Regions from separate parts of the Mus musculus genome. Here region 1 is linked to region 2. The links are chromatin contacts, called in public promoter capture Hi-C maps. All regions are on one chromosome and are shown on one strand. The core of a region is the stretch at or near the end of the contact, and the rest is flanking DNA. Distances in the headings are between cores, read along the strand shown. Region 1 has its middle 12 kb from the start of Ninj1. Region 2 has its middle 5.0 kb from the start of Gm25232.

Region 1 (4,862 bases), core at 747-3,246, 630 kb after region 2:
GTTGGCCAACACATGGCTTAGTTCCTTCTTCATCAAAAGAGGAAACCCCAGATGGGACTAGAGGGGCTCTGAAGTGGCTTCAGTGAGAACAGCCTGTCACCCGATTCCCTGGGCAGGGTGGCTCCGAGAGAGCGTGTGGCTTTCTCCATCAGGGACCTGTGCTCGGACCTGACCTTTGGGCATTTGCCACCCATGGTGAGATGAGGACCCCTCGTGGCCTGATCTCTTGATGTGTGTGTCTCTGTCCCCTAACACCCATCACCTGGTGGATGTGTCCCTGTTCTCAGTCCTGTCCTCTATGACTCCCCCACACTCAGAGACCCATGCCACGTCCCCCCATCAGTCCCTGATGCAAGGCCAACACTGATAGGCAGAGTGAGTTACACCTGCGGCATCTCCTGAGGGCCAGGGGCCTCTGCTGGAGCGGGGAGAAATGGGTATACCCAGTGTGTGTGTGTGTGTGTGTGTGAGTGTGTGAGAGAGAGAGAGAGAGAGAGAGAGAGAGAGAGTGCCAACAGCAGGTGTCTTACTCAACCATTCTCCACCTTGATTTTTGAGGCAGCACTTCTCAGTAAACTTGGAACTCACTGATTCTGCGAGACTGGCTGGCCAGCAAGCTCCAGCAATCCTCCTGCCTCCACCTCCCCACACTGCCATGCCAAGCTTTTTCTGGAGGTGCTGGGGATCAGGCCGTCATGTTTGCACAGCTGAGCTTCTCCCCAGCTCCCTTGCTTCTCTTAGGGATGAAGCTTTGGTTTGGCCCAGCCCTCTACCCACAACTGCCTGGTCCAGCCTGTGGCAAACACTGGCTGTGTCTGAGCATTGCTAATTTTATAGGATGAACCTGCAGCGTTTCTATCCTCTCCACGTGTGTCCTTTAAGATCCCCTGTGGGCAGCGGGGCTCTGCTGGGGGGAGGACCTATTTGACGTGCTGAGGTGTTCCTGTATAGTTGGACAACAGGTGCTCCCTTCTCCCCACACCTGTCACGCTCAGCCTACTTCCTCTCCAATTTCCCACATGCCTTCTCTCCTCCCTCCTGACTTCATTGGGAGACAACTCCATTTCCTGTCTTTCATGACTTTCTGTTGTCTCTTCCCAGATAGTTAATTTTGGGAAAACATTGACTCCAGTGCCACTAATTTGGGAGGGACTCCAGGAAGGACCCCTGGCTGTTGCTCTCTGCACTCTAGCTCACTGCCTTCTGCCACCACCCACTCTCCAGCCAGGTTAACCCCTCCCTCACACCCATGGCACCTGCCGGGTCAACTGCAAAAGGGGATGTGAGGATCCTTGAAACGCAACCTTGCTCAGCACCTTGGTGCCCTGGACCCTCAGCGAGATAGTACCAGGATCATGATTTGTTATCAGATTAGGATTGACGAGAATCTGGTCACGGTGGAGCACACTTTTAATCCCAGTGCTTGGGAGGCAGAGGCAGGCAGATCTCTGTGAGTTCAAGGCCAGCCTGGACTACGGAGTGAGACCAGATCCTGTCTCAAAATACAAAAACAAACAAAACCGGGGGGGGGGTGTGTCTGTAATGATTTAATTAGTGCCTCTCCAAGCTACACCAGGCCATGCATACCCCCCTGCTTTCTAAACTGCGACCCCATTCCCTCACCTGCTGTGTAGATGAGAGCCTGAGAACTGAGCAGCGAGGGAACAAAACAGCGTCCCTCGGTTCTCCATCTCCGTGAGGACCTTTCAGGTGTCAACGTCTATAGAAAGCACAACAGGTCCACTTGTCCCAGATCCTCATCTGGTCTGAAAGAGGACATACGCCCAGGATCCACCAGAAAGAGCCATGGACTGTGGCTGATTGGGCTTATGGCTAGGGGACCTTGGCGGGGTCCCTCAAGCCATCTGCAAAAGGAAGGTGGCCCAGCCCGCAGATGCTGACCCAACAGTAACTGGAAAAATGACACTACACAGGAGCAGAGTCAGAACACCCCCAAATCATCAGCTTGGGTTGTGCAAGATGCGGATGCATTTCGGGGTTCCGCCCTCATGTTCCCTGTGTCCCTCCTGACCCGTGTGCTTGCTCAGCACTCCACCACACTGTATCCATTCTACTCCAGAACCCCCTCCGCTGGCCCCTTCACCTCAGACTCCTTGTGGTGGGAGAGCGTCTCCCTTCTGCACTACCCCCACCATCCTCTTGCCTTCTGCGAACACCACCCCAAGAGCAGACCCTGTTTTCACTTGAGTGTCCAAGACAGCCTCAAGGAATCAGGGACATCTTACCCAGGACCAGAAGGATGTGTGGAGGATAGATGACAAAGGATGCCCACCAAGGGAGTGGCTTATTCCTTACAGGAACCTCTGCCGCTGTGGTGTGCTAGCATGAGACCCCAACTGACCTGTTTTACAAGGGGCACCAGTGAGCAAGTGGCCAGGGGTGCCCCTTGCTTCTTATGGACTTAACTCATTCAGGTCACAAACATCAGGTGACAGGATGGCTAGAAGGAAGGGCAGGGTTAGCCTGATGGAGATACTGAGGTCCAAACAGGGAGTTCCTTTACTGCCTCCTCCACAGGATTCGGCTTAGGGGAGAAGTCCTGTGGAGAACCAACCCAGCAGCAGGCAGCAGCTAATGTCCAAGATGTTGAAGCCTTCAGCCACTGGCTTTGAGTCCAGCTATGGAATGGAGCTCAAGTGGTTGGGACACTCTTGGAGGGGCATCCAGGGACAGCCTGGACAGGGCTTGGCAGGCTGAGGGCCTCGGTGTAGAAGGAAAAAGTCATTGGCCTAGGAGGCTGGGCAGGCCTACATTAGGACGATACCCTCCCATACAGCCCAGAGGACCAGGGCTCACAGGTCTTTGAGGCATCTCTAAAGAAGGGGTATATGCAATGGTGTCAAATGGGGACCAGACCCAGGATCTTCTCAGCCACCATCCTAGGCATTCCCAGCCTTTGACTGACAAAGCTAGGCTTTTCGTGCCGCCCCCCGCCACCCCCCAACACCCTTCTTCATGTTCTAGGGCCAAGTTGAGCCCTGTCCATATAATTGACACATGTGTCTGTCACTTCCACCAGGTGTCTGTCACCTTTACTGTGTCACATATTGGGCGACCCTCCAACAAAGTGGTCAGTTCACACAACTGTCTGTGGTCATGGTTCTTTAGCAGGGGTTTGGTCACGAGTGGGTGCCCAGGATAGGGCTCCTGTGTTAGAGGAGTGGAAACTGATGAGGCTTAGACACTAGCTCTGAGGTGGGGCAGTGACATGGTCACTAGGGGCCAAAGCCACCCGTTCTCACTGGGTGCGGTGTGTCCTGCCAGATGGGAAGGCATTGAAGAAACAGCCTTCCGCACTGGTGGTGGCAAACGAGTTTAATCCCGGCACTCGGGAGGCAGAGGCAAGTGGATCTCTGAGTTCGAGGACAGCCTGGTCTGCAGAGTGAGTTCCAGGACGAAACCCTGTCTCAAAAAACAAAACAAAACAAGAGAGAAAGAAAGAAAGGAAGGAAGGAAGGAAGGAAGGAAGGAAGGAAGGAAGGAAGGAAGGAAGGAGCAGCCTTCTTTCACCTTTGCCTGCAGTTCACCAATGGCGCAGAATGGAGCATGCACACTATATACGTTCAGAGCCCCAGCCTAAGGGTCTAGGTCAGCCAATAGGTAGGTTGGTAACCAGAACCCTCTCCTTATGTTTGCTGCTCTCACGTGTTCTGTGAGCCCACGACTTGAATGGAATCCCTCCCTGGGGGCCCAATACCGTGCCCAACTCCTCTCACGTTTGGGTCATCTCAGTTTGAGCCTGCCCTGGTACTTTCCAAGCTCAAGCACGCGTTGACTCCGGAAACTTGGTGAAAACAGACTCATGATGACTTCGCAAGTTCACGATGTTACGTTTCCTCAAAAAAAGGCTGATGTGGAGGAACTGGTGGGGGAGACACTCAAGAACAAACTCCCCAGGCACCCTGGCCAGAGCCTAACAGACACCCTGACCCAAGCCCATCAGGTGTCCTGACGCATATCCTGTGTCTGGTGTCTTGTACGTGTGAATGTGTGTGCAAATGGACCTGTGTACCCGCACATGTGGCATACACGTGAGTGAACATGTACATGACACAGCATGAGCATGGACGTACATCCAAAGTACTGTGCACACATGTGGATGTTTGTATGTGTGCTGCCCTACAGGATGACTTTCTAAGCCAAACTGACCATCTTCGGTAATTTGGCTGGGTCTGCTCCAAAAGATCGCACAGCTGGGCTTGTTGACTGACTTTCCTCAACAAAGGAAGGGGTGGGAGGGGTCACTGTGCCCTCCCTTGAGTAAACAGCCACCCTTCCCAACCAAATATGTGCAATTCTGCCTAATTGCAGATGGTCACAGGATCTAGGAGAGGGGCTTGAGTGCATAGATGGAAAAGTTCTAGAAGGAGGTACTATCTAAGTGTCCACAGGGAGTGGGTGGGTGGGGTCATCCATGCTGGGTACAGACCTTCTTCCAGTGTGCCTGATTTTTTTTAAGTGAAGAATAAATTCTTTTTTAATTTTTTAAAAAAATTTTAATATATTTACTTTATATCCTGACCGGTTCCCCCTTCCTCCTCTCCTCCCAGTCTTTCCCCCTTTTGCCCCCATCCACTCCCTTTCTCTCCAGAAAAAGGGCAGGTCTCTCATGGATATCAGGCAACCTTGAATATAAAGTTCCAGTAAGTCTAGGTGCATCCTCTCCTATCGAGGCTAGATGAGGCTGCCCAGTAGGGGGAAAGGGCTCCAAAGGCAGGCGACAGAGTCAGAGACGGCCCCTGTTCCTGCTGTGAGGAGTCCCACCACCTGAAGACCAAGCTACATAGCTGTTACATATGTGCAGAGGGCCTAGGTCAGCAGTCCCATGCATGCTATCTGGT
Region 2 (5,044 bases), core at 330-2,829:
TTTCCTTAGAACTGTGCTAGCATGGCCTTTCTCTTAACTTCCTCTATGGGACAATGGTGCACTAGAATGGAGGTGAAGGAGTAGCCTGGGTTCTGCTCCTGCTCAAATGATCACCTGTTGTTTGATTGCTTGAAGAATCAGGAATGTCAGGAATGACTCACCACACCCAGCAGGATTGCAGCATGTGATAGAGCATGTCTATCAGGGAGCTGGAGGGCTGTGATGGAGCTGAGCACCTCATTCGGTGTTCCACCTGCACGGTCCCACTCATTCATCACAGGACCACCACATGAAGCCAGCACAGATTTCCTTTCACTTCAGACGATTTATCAAATCTCTTCTGCTCGTGTAAGGGACCAGGACAGCAGCCCTGACTGATGAATGAATATGAACAGGGCTCCAAATGGAATCTGCTTTGATGCTTTTCAGGCAACTCTGGACCTACTCTGAGACTTGAAGTTTGAAAGTGATAAGCTGAGAATCTAGCCTGTACGCTGGCCAGGCTGAGAGGGAAGCAGAAAGATGGCTGGGGATGTAGGTCAGTTGGTACAGGGCTTAACTAGCATCTAGGAAGCCTCACATAAACAAGTCATGTACCAGGTGGAGGCAAGAAGACCAGAAGTTCAAGGTTGCCCTTGGCTAAACTACATAGTGAATGCAAGGCCAATTGAGATACATGATGCCTTATTTCAAAGAGGGTGAGTGTGGGGAGCTGGGACAATTCTGGATTGACATAAACACTGAGATTAAAGAACCCTAACAGTGGACTAATAAAAACGGGGCTGGATTTAGTGACTCGCACCGGTACCCGGAAGGCAGAGGCAGGAAGCTCTCTGTGACTTTGAGGCTCGCCTGGCGTACATAGTAAAATTTTGCCTCAAAATAAAAAGCTGGGCTGGGCGGTGGTGGCACACGCCTTTAATCCCAGCACTTGGGAGGCAGAGGCAGGCGGATTTCTGAGTTCGAGGTCAGCCTGGTATACAGAGTGAGTTCCAGGACAGCCAGGGCTACACAGAGAAACCCTGTCTCAAAAAAACAAATAAACAAACAAACAAACAAAAAAGTTGGGAAAGTGTGGATGGCTCTTAGAAATGTGTCACCAGAATGACCCTCTGGCTCTGTTTTCCTGTGGAGGGACAGAGAATTATTTGGTCTTCTCAGAACAAAGGAGCAAAAGAGCTCACGTTTAATGGTCCTGTGTCCAGAAAGCCAGTCCCTTCTGCCAGGTGAGCACATGTGGTCTCCTGTGGCCTTCTCAATCTTCACAGGATTGGCTCGGAATGTCCTATAGAAAAGAGCCGTTCTGCCTGGGGCTGCTGTCTGTTCCCAGTGTGTGTGTGCCCCTCCTTCGGTATGGGCTGCTCAAGGGTCCCTAACCTAGAGGGGGGTTGGGAGGACTCCAGAGTGTTTCTAGTCAGGCCTGAATGAAGGCCGGGCTATTGTGTTCAGACCTCTAACTTCGTTTCTGACAAAGGGCCTTCTAAAGCAGCATTTTTCATTAGCCCAAAGGTTTATTTTGCAGGCAGCTTTTCGCCATGACTCAGTTTCTGGCCCACAGCCAGGAGGCCTTGTGTCAGAATTCCTGCAGAGGAGGCCTCCGGGCCTTGGCCTGACCTCCCTCCCAGCCCCGCGGAAGACTGTACCCTTTCCTAACCGAGGTTAGGGAACCGGCATTCTTGTGCCTTCAAATTTAAATGATGTCAACATTTTAAATCACTGACCCAAAGAAGAAAATAAAAAATTATGTGGCTATCACAGCTATATCTCCTCCGTGTGTTTTAAATATAGAAAGCAGGAAGCCAAACATCTGGCAAGCGAGACTGTGTGCTGAATGTGTGGTGGCCAGGAAAACCAAGAAGAAGAAGAAGAAAAAAAGCATCAGTCAGAGTCTAGAAAAATGATGGTTTACTCTTACTGAGTAATATTTAGAGACAGGGACTGAGGAAGGATGGAAGGCAGCTGTTACAACACAGATTGGGTTGTTTTTTTTTTTTCCCCAAATCCAATCCTTCAGAAATTCTCAAGAAAAGGAAAACTTAAGAAATAAATTTCAATTTATTCAAAGACATTTTAGAGTATAAAGTAAAATAGCCTAGGTCTCCTATTTTAAAAATACAGCAAATCGCTGAAGTTCATTGGGGATCCACAATCAGGTACTAGAATTCAGTTAGAAGGTCTACTTACTTTTTTTTTTTTTCCTCGAGACAGGATTTCTCTATAGCCCTGGCTGTCCTGGAACTCACTTTGTAGACCAGGCTGGCCTCGAACTCAGAAATCTGCCTGCCTCTGCCTCCCGAGTGCTGAGATTAAAGGCGTGCACCACCACACCCGGCTGTCTACTTACTTTTAATTCAAAACAATAGCAACAGCAACAGTAATAGTAACAACAGGAGGAGATGGCCCAGTTGGGAAAATATTTGCCATGAAAGCATAAGGACTCAGGTTCTGATCTTCTAGCACCCACATAAGAAGCAAGCAAACAAACAAAAACAACCAGGGCTGGCACTGTGTCACTGTGACTCCAGAGCTTGGTGGAAGAGACAGTAGGTTCTGGGGACTCGGTGGCCAACCTGTCCAGCCACACTGTGAGCTTCAGGTTCAGGGAGAGACCCACCCTGTCGTAATAAAGTGGAGAGTGACTGACGAAGACACCTGGTATCAACTTCGAGCCTCCACAAGCACACACTTAGGCATGTACACACATGTGGGGGTTACAGAGGCAGGATTTCAAAATAATAAAAAAAAATCGAGTAGGATTCACCATACTAGGTATAACTGAAGATATAAGGACACTTGAATTCTGATATTGCCTGTGGGGAACATAATGGCCCAATCACTCTGGAACGTAGTTTTAAGAGACATTCAAACACTCAAATATGGAACTACTATATCATCCAGCTGTTCCTAAATATCTACAAAGGCTTGAATGAAGCAATACCAATCTCATGAGCCTGTGACTGGATAAACGGCTATGGAGTGAGCTGGCGTGGTGACACATACCTTTAACCCCAGCAGTTAGGAGGCAGAAGCAGATGGGTCCCTTACAGTTCAAAGCCACATAGTGAGTTTTAGGGCAGCCAGGGCTACATGAGAGAGACTAGTTCAAAAAAACTAAAAAGGTGGAATATCCACTGGGGACAATATTATTCATCCATTAAAAGGAATAAGCTGCAGGTACATCTTGTAACAGGAATGAACTTCAGCCAAATGATGCTGAGACAGAAATCTGACAGAAAAAGGGAACATTGTTTCTGATTCAGCCTTAAGCTGCAGCCAATCCACAGTCAGGTCTGTGGCCTCCCTGGCTGGGGAGGGAGGTTCCGTGCACTGTCTCAGGAGGTTCTTAGGGTCCTGGAGACATCCCATACTCTGACTGTGGTATTGGTTTCAACGACATATGTCAAAGCCCACTCAATCAGGGCTACAGATGTAGTTCATTGGATAATCATGCTTGGTGTGCAGCAGGCCCTGGGCTGGATCCCTGCTAGCACACACACACACACACACACACTCACACACACTCACATTCACACACACACATACACACACACTCACTCACACACTCACTCACACACACACACTCTCACACACACATACACACACATACACACACACTCACACACATACATACACACACACTCACACACATACATACACACACATACACATACACACACACTCACACTCACACACACTCTCACACACACATACACACACACACACACACACACACATACATACACACACACATACACACTCACACACACATACACACATACATACACACTCACACACACACACACATACACACATACACACACATACACACACACACACTCACACACACATACATACACACACACATACACACATATACACACACATACACACACACACATACACACACACACACACACACACACACACACACCTTTACCAAATTGCCAAGGATTGTGTATTAGTTCTCACTAAATCTGTTAAAATGAATAATATTTATAATCGATGAAGAAAACTTTCTATCCCAGGACCACACATGCTAACATTCTGGAAGGAGAATCATTCAAGGGGCCACGGGATGTCAAAGTTGTCGAAGCTTGTCTGGTCTTTTGCCTTTCCATATACATTTCATAATCAAAATTTCAACTTCTCTAAGATAAGACTGCTGGGTTTTGCTTAGTACTACACTGAAATATAAATCAGCGAGGGTGTGACGTTCTGATAGTCATGAGTCTTCTTCCCACGTATAAATAAGGCACGTCGTTCACTTAGCTAATTGCTGTCTAGTTTATGCTGTAGTCTATCATGGTTTCCAGTTACAGTCAGAGTAAAGTGAACCATGACCCTCACCAGAGCATGCCACCCTTAACTTCATCTGCAGGACCTGGATGTGGCCTTTTCATGTGGAAGAAAGGGCTCTTCAGATATATTTAAGCATCTTGGAAGCATCATTCTAGGTCATCCAGATGGCCCTACAGCCATAGAGCTCATGTATGAGGAAGAGGGGAAGGGGCCAGGAGAGAGAGGGACAGGGCCGTGGAGAAGACAGGCGTGAAGATTGTGGCTATGGAGACAGACACTGGAGCTAATCAGTATTTTAGCAACAAGCCAAACACTGCGGACGCTGGGTGCCAAGGAAGGTGAGAGACTTCTGAAGGGTCCGCAGCCCTTCTAACATGCCGCTCAGACTCACAAAGTGAGCAGATCTTTGAGAGGATGCATTCCTGGTAAGTCACGAGATTTGATGGTTTATAGCAGCCTCTCCAAAGCTCATACAACAGGTCGTTCACGGGTCCTGGGGTTCATGTCCTGGCATCTGGTCTTTTAGATGGTAGGATAAATGGCATTGCCTTTGCAATTTCAAGTTTGGATCCCGCCCTGATGTTTGTAAACGCAGTGAAAAGTCAGGTGTGGTGGCACCTTAGGATTCCTGGGGCTTAGGTAGTTCCAGGCCACCCTGGGCTTTGGAGGGAGATACTCTCTAAAAGTCAGAAGGAGCAAAAAAAAGAGGAAGTAAGAGAGATGGTGAGGAGGAAGAAGGAAGGTG

The links. Promoter capture Hi-C pulls out the DNA fragments that hold promoters and counts their contacts.
Region 1: a contact with region 2 is called in a promoter capture Hi-C map of liver, with 3 times the contacts expected there. The contact joins two enhancer-like sites. A contact is called at or near these places in 5 of 39 promoter capture datasets (cranial neural crest, frontonasal cranial neural crest, liver and 2 more), 4 of 484 Hi-C or Micro-C datasets (the G1E-ER4 cell line, LSK cells and liver) and 3 of 115 datasets of contacts at active chromatin or transcription factors (bone marrow-derived macrophages, microglia and pancreatic cancer cells).

What each region holds. Positions count from the first base shown.
Region 1 is chr13:49,196,980-49,201,841 of GRCm38.p6, forward strand. No RefSeq gene overlaps it. Among named protein-coding and RNA genes, the nearest start is that of Ninj1, 12 kb to the left of the region's middle. Within about 2 kb of position 1,997, at least 34 of the 459 cell types and tissues checked have an H3K27ac peak or open chromatin away from gene starts, as enhancers often do. A contact at or near this core is called in liver, where this site is marked.
Region 2 is chr13:48,564,887-48,569,930 of GRCm38.p6, forward strand. No RefSeq gene overlaps it. Among named protein-coding and RNA genes, the nearest start is that of Gm25232, 5.0 kb to the right of the region's middle. Within about 2 kb of position 1,580, at least 233 of the 459 cell types and tissues checked have an H3K27ac peak or open chromatin away from gene starts, as enhancers often do. A contact at or near this core is called in liver, where this site is marked.